Regions from separate parts of the Mus musculus genome. Here region 2 is linked to region 1. The links are chromatin contacts, called in public promoter capture Hi-C maps. All regions are on one chromosome and are shown on one strand. Each heading gives the region's core, a stretch centred on a gene start, on an enhancer-like site or on the middle of the called end of the contact. The rest is flanking DNA. Distances are from core to core; before and after follow the strand shown. Region 1 holds the start of Sec24d (Sec24 related gene family, member D (S. cerevisiae)). Region 2 holds the start of Ndst4 (N-deacetylase/N-sulfotransferase (heparin glucosaminyl) 4).

What was found. Promoter capture Hi-C pulls out the DNA fragments that hold promoters and counts their contacts.
Region 2: a promoter capture Hi-C map of hippocampal neurons shows a contact between it and region 1, with 7 times the contacts expected there. The contact joins the promoter of Ndst4 here to the promoter of Sec24d in region 1.

What each region holds. Positions count from the first base shown.
Region 1 is chr3:123,266,008-123,268,784 of GRCm38.p6, forward strand. It overlaps Sec24d (Sec24 related gene family, member D (S. cerevisiae)), which reads left to right and starts at 1,489. Exons shown (of 23, transcript NM_027135.2): 1 at 1,489-1,529.
Region 2 is chr3:125,402,658-125,405,357 of GRCm38.p6, forward strand. Ndst4 (N-deacetylase/N-sulfotransferase (heparin glucosaminyl) 4) reads left to right here and starts at 1,434. Exons shown (of 14, transcript NM_022565.2): 1 at 1,434-1,850.

The sequences.
Region 1 (2,777 bases), core at 239-2,738:
TATGTCTCCCTCTTTGCTTCCTGGCTACTGTGACATGAGCGGCTTTACTGTGTCAGTCCTCCTGCCTGTCACGATGCTTTGCATCTTCAGACACCTATAGCAGTTCAGCAAGATGACTTAGGACTGAAACCTTAGAGACTGAGACAATGCAAATTATTACCCTTTAAATTGGTTTCTTTTTTAGTGATAAACAGTTGACACAGTTGCCTCAAAATTCCTAATACTGTGGGTGATGGTGGCTCATGTCCTTAATCCTAGCACTTGGGAGGCAGAAGCAGGTGGATTGCTGAGTTTGAGGCCAGCCTGGTCTAGAGAGTGAGTTCCAGGACAGCAAAGGCTACAAAGAGAAACCCTGTCTCAAACAACAACAACAACATGTCTTGATAATGATAATTCTAAAAGAAGACCTGGCAGGTCTGAGAGGATCTATATTGAGCATAGATGGATTGAGCTGAGAAGACCCGCCCAGTGTGTGGGACATCATTCCCTGGACTGGCATCCTGGACTGCATAAAAAGAGCCAGACACAAGCACTGATTGCTCTCTGCTTTCCTGACTGTGCCCGCATAGTGATCAGCTGCCTCAAGCTACCGCATCAAGATGGATTACTCCCTTGAACTGTGGACCAAAATAAACATTTTCTCCTTTTAGTTGTGGTTGCCAGAGTATTTTATCACAGCAACAGGAAAAGTTACTCAGGTAGCTTTTGATTAGTCAAGCTTTAGGGAGCTTTTATTTCTGGTTCCTCAGAAGGAGGCACACAGTGAGGGCAAAATCACTAGGCTGCTTTTATTTCATAAAACTTTCATAGATTCCCCAAACTCGCAGCTCGGCTGCGGACTGAACTCATACTTTCTCTCTGATAGTGAGACATTTTTGGAGTGTGGCCTATTGGTCCTGATTTTAGGGCCAAATAGGTGTTTCTCAACTGTTTCTGTCCAAAGGTGAGCTAAAAGTTATCTACCTTTGACACAGGCCAGTTCCTGTTTGTGGGTGGGGCACACCCAGTTAAGTGGGCAAGCCCACGGAGGTCCTGCAACCCTTTGCTTCCTTGAGGACACCTCAGCTGAGCGTCTCGTTTCACACAGAACCAGGCTGTCGTGGGCCTTCCTTCCTTCTGTGGTTGTGCTGGAAGACGTCATCAAATTGTCTGTCCACGCGCCAGATTCCTCTGGCCACTGAGCACTCCCCGACACGCGTCGCTTCCAGTAAGGCGAGCGCAGCGCAGCGATTCAGTGCCACCTGTTGAACCCAGAGCGCGCCCTCCTCACCCCACCCAAGTCCCCTGCCACCGGCTCCGGAGGATCTTTGACAAATTGGAGGAGGCGGGGCCTCGCGAAGGAAAAGCTTAGAGGAAAAGACCCGGAAAGAGGCGCGAGACCGCAGTGGGAGGTGCGGCCCCGCCCCCGCCAGGGCGCGCCGCGGGAGCGAGCGGGTCCAGCACGCGCGCGCGCCCGGGCGCCTGACGTGGCACTAGCAACCCAGAGCGACTCGGCGGCGGCGGCGCGGGGCGCGGAGCGTGCAGAGCAGGTACGGCAGACGCGGGGCGCAGGGCGCAGGGAGGAGGGTGGGGAGGAAGGGGAGCCACAGGTACAGCAGGTTCGGGCTGAGGGTGCGGAGCGTCCACACGCGGCTGCACCGCGACTCCCCATCAACTTGGCTCTCTGGTTCCCGGAGGAGGAGAGGGCTGGAAATATTCCGAGGGAAAATGGCAACTACAGTGTTCAGCTCCGGGACATCATTAGAGGGAAACGCGAACTTGTCCCGGGTGACAGTGGAAGGGGAAGGGTGTCTTTGTAGAATCCGAGCGCTCGGGGTTTGGATTCGAGGCCGGTTTGTGCCAAGTGGCTCTCTGCCATGTCGCCGCTTGCAGCTGAGTCAGGTTTCTGCAACTTGGTGTACTGGGTGAGGAAGTTTGACGTGGCAGAGAAGGGTGAGGAAGCGAATTCCTCCCAGGACCAGGGAAGAGGGCTGGGCGGCTTCCAGTCCCCTGCTGTGAGCATCGCTGTCCCGCTCCCCTTCCGCAGCTGCTGCGTGGGTGCGCCGGTGCGGTCTTCTGAAGGCTCTGGGCTGCACGGGGCCAAGCGACTGCCACGTCTCTCTAGGCGCAGTGGGAGGAGGGAAAGTGTTGTCAGGAACACAGTGAACTAGAGACCTTTGTCTGCCTTTCTGTCCTCCGTTAGCAAGACAGTGACCTCATCATACTCATGGTTGCTACTCGGAAGCTGAAGGTTTAATATGAAAACAAAGCTAAATCATGGATGTTAGTCTTCACGTTTGAAATTTGCATGCCATTTCCAGAATAAAGAGATCCCACGTCTTACTTAGAAGGTATTACTAATCTTTACCTTAAACCACTACCTTAAACCGCAGCAACGAGAAAGAAAGGAGAGGTACCCAAATGCTTGATGGAGAAACTGGAAAGAAACTAGAGAATCAGGGTTTCACAACTAATATGGCTTTTGGACACTTCATTTTCTAAAACAGAAAACTGAGGCCCAAAGAACCTCTTCAGTTTACTGTGTCACAAAGCTTTGCATGGGCAGATAGGAAACAAATCATAATTCTTTTGCCAGGCTTCAGAGCACCTCCTGTCTTGTAACAAATGTTTTTTTGAAAGCCAGACATGGTGGCACACACCTTTAATCCCAGCATTGGGGAGTCAGAGGCAGGCAGATCTCTTTGAGTTCGAGGCTAGCCTGGTCTACAGAGTAAGTTCAGGACAGCAAGGACTACAAGGGAAACCTTGTCTCTGCAGAAACCAACCAACCAAATAAA
Region 2 (2,700 bases), core at 184-2,683, 2.1 Mb after region 1:
ACTGCTTCTGTTGGCCTTTGAAATAGGAACGCAGCAAGACTGTAATGGGTTGAACAATTTGCAATAATGTTTCTTCCTCAATTATGCAATTTTCCAAAAACTTAAAATGCTAAATAAATAATGAAATTAAAAAACAAACAAGCAAAACAACAAAAAAGCAAAACTATGGTGGGATCTGGTATGGTAACAGAGGCTATACTAGAAACTGAAGGGCTCTGGGTTCAATTCCCAGCACCATAACCAGACAGGTAAAACTATAAAAGATAGAAATTTTCAATTAGCATTTAAAATGCATTTTAATCAACACTGAACCATGGCATGGTATTTTCCTCATAATATTATATTATTGATAAAAAGATACGTCTGCAGTATGCTTATCTCTCTCAATTGTAATGGGCATCACTAAGTCAACATGTCTTGACCTTCAAATGCTTCTTTGCCATCCGGGTAAGAAGTTGCTGAATGCTGCTTGAAGATTTTATAAACATAAACTTTTTCTCAACTCACTGTGCATGAGAATTTAGGCAATTTGCAGACAAATGTTATGCAGACGTTAACACCAATAATACTGGATACAGACATCATAAAGCCAAGCTTTAATGGCTTCTCCACTACTTCCACCCCCCTCTCTAGTCACGGGATTTTACTGAAATTGTCCGAATATTACATGTATTGCTTATAACTGAAGACACACACACCAGATTAGAGAGTATTCTGCAGCTCTATTCTGTCTTGAAACAAGTTTTCATTTTTTTTCTTGTATATTTATATTTAAATATATATATGAATATATATATATATAATTTTTAAATTTGAGAAATAGAAATGTAGTTTCCCATAGGAATCAAATTTTACCTCTGTTAATTAACATTATATAGTTTTACATATTTATCTGTCCTTACTGATAACACATGTTTATGCTATTATAAGTATCAGGATTTGGTAGCTCACAGACAGTTCTCCAAGTTTTCTATTGCTCATTGCTGGCTTTTGTTCTGTTTGAAATTAGACTCTTTGGCTGGCACATATTCACAACAGAAAGCCCCATCACGAACTTTTATTAACCCACTTGATACAGTGACATAGCTGCAAAGTGAAATCTTATTCTCGGATTATGTAGGAAATATTCAAACTGTCCAGTGAACGATTATCCAAATCCTCAAGGGGCACCTAATCAATCAATCAGTGTTGTGTGAGAGGAAGGCTGCCGGCTGCTGAATTAGCTTCTGCTGGAATGTGTTCATGTGTAACATCCCACTGCCTGGATGACATCACAACAGCTTCAGGTCCTTGAAAGTCTTGAGGATGATTAGCTGAAGGAATTGGCTGTTTCTGCCAATCATAACCCGGCAGAGCTGCCTTCATAGTTCTGGAGATGTGAGAGAAAAAGGGAGGGAGGGAGAGAGGGAGGGAGGGAGGGAAAGACCGACTCCAGCTAAGCAAGAGGCACAGCAGCAGTGGCAGAAGCAGACAGGAGCAGCTGGTATTCCGGTGATTAAATAGTTCTCATAGCCTTTTTGCTGTACCCGGTCTGCTCCCTGGGGTAAGGCTCGTGTCCGAGAAGGAAGCTGCATTTTAACGGTGTGCTGAACAGAGGTCTGAATCATTCCAGCTGGCTGCTTGTTTTGAAAAGGACAATGTGTGTATAAATAAAAAGACTGCTGGAAGGGTCCAGACACCGGCACCGGAGCTGAGGAGTGCTCTCAGAATCCTGTTGAGGCAGATGGCACGAACTGAAAGCTCCGCTAATTAACGTGGAGCCAAGTAAACCTGAATTCTGGATATCTCATTTTCTAACTTCGGATAAATTCAAGTTAGCAAAAGAAAAAAAAATTGAAATGCTTCTCTAGGTAAGTTACTGCCCTAATTTGTTGAAATTGACAATGACGGGGTATGTGTGGCTTAGCTTCATAAACAAGTTAAACGCACTAAAGTTTTATTTGTGAAAGATTTATGTAGAAGCAGATACTTTTAGAGCCAAATTCAATCTCCCTTTCTGGCGTGTGTATACATACCTGTCAGTATGTAGAAGTTATATTTGCATTGTATATAGAATGTATTGCCCTGCTGTAAAAAGGGAACTGAACAGCAGATTAATTTTAAACAGTTACTCTGACATTTGCACCAAAACACCTCCCTGGATAACAGGTTTGTCCTGTTTCTACTGGACCTACTAATTTTGCAAACTCAGCCTTCAGTCATAACTGTGGCTGGTGTTTAAATGTTTCCTAAGAAGTATTACTTAGAATGTGGCATGCAAATTGCCCAAGATGAGAACTCTTCTCCTTGGGACATAAGATTTATAGGTGTTCTCTGTTTTGATGGAATTTTGAGAGAAACAGCTGGCACACACATTTGAAACTGAACGACACTGGCATATGCTGTTTATCAGGAAATAGATGCTATCCCCTAGCTCATATTAGAAATGAAAACATCTCAGGGTAATATATGTCATATTCATATCCTAGATTGTGAGCAGGACACCGACACCTCAGTGCCGTATTCACACACACACACGCACACACATATACACACACACACTTCCAAAGCCCCCTACACAAAACACATTGGAAAATGCGAGATGTTTAAAGGTGGTCTTAGTGTTTCTAATACTTATATCAGAAGAAATCAAAGTTTAAAAATATTAAAAATTGATTTCCTTTTAACTTGTCCTAATTTACAAATTGATATACTTTTTCA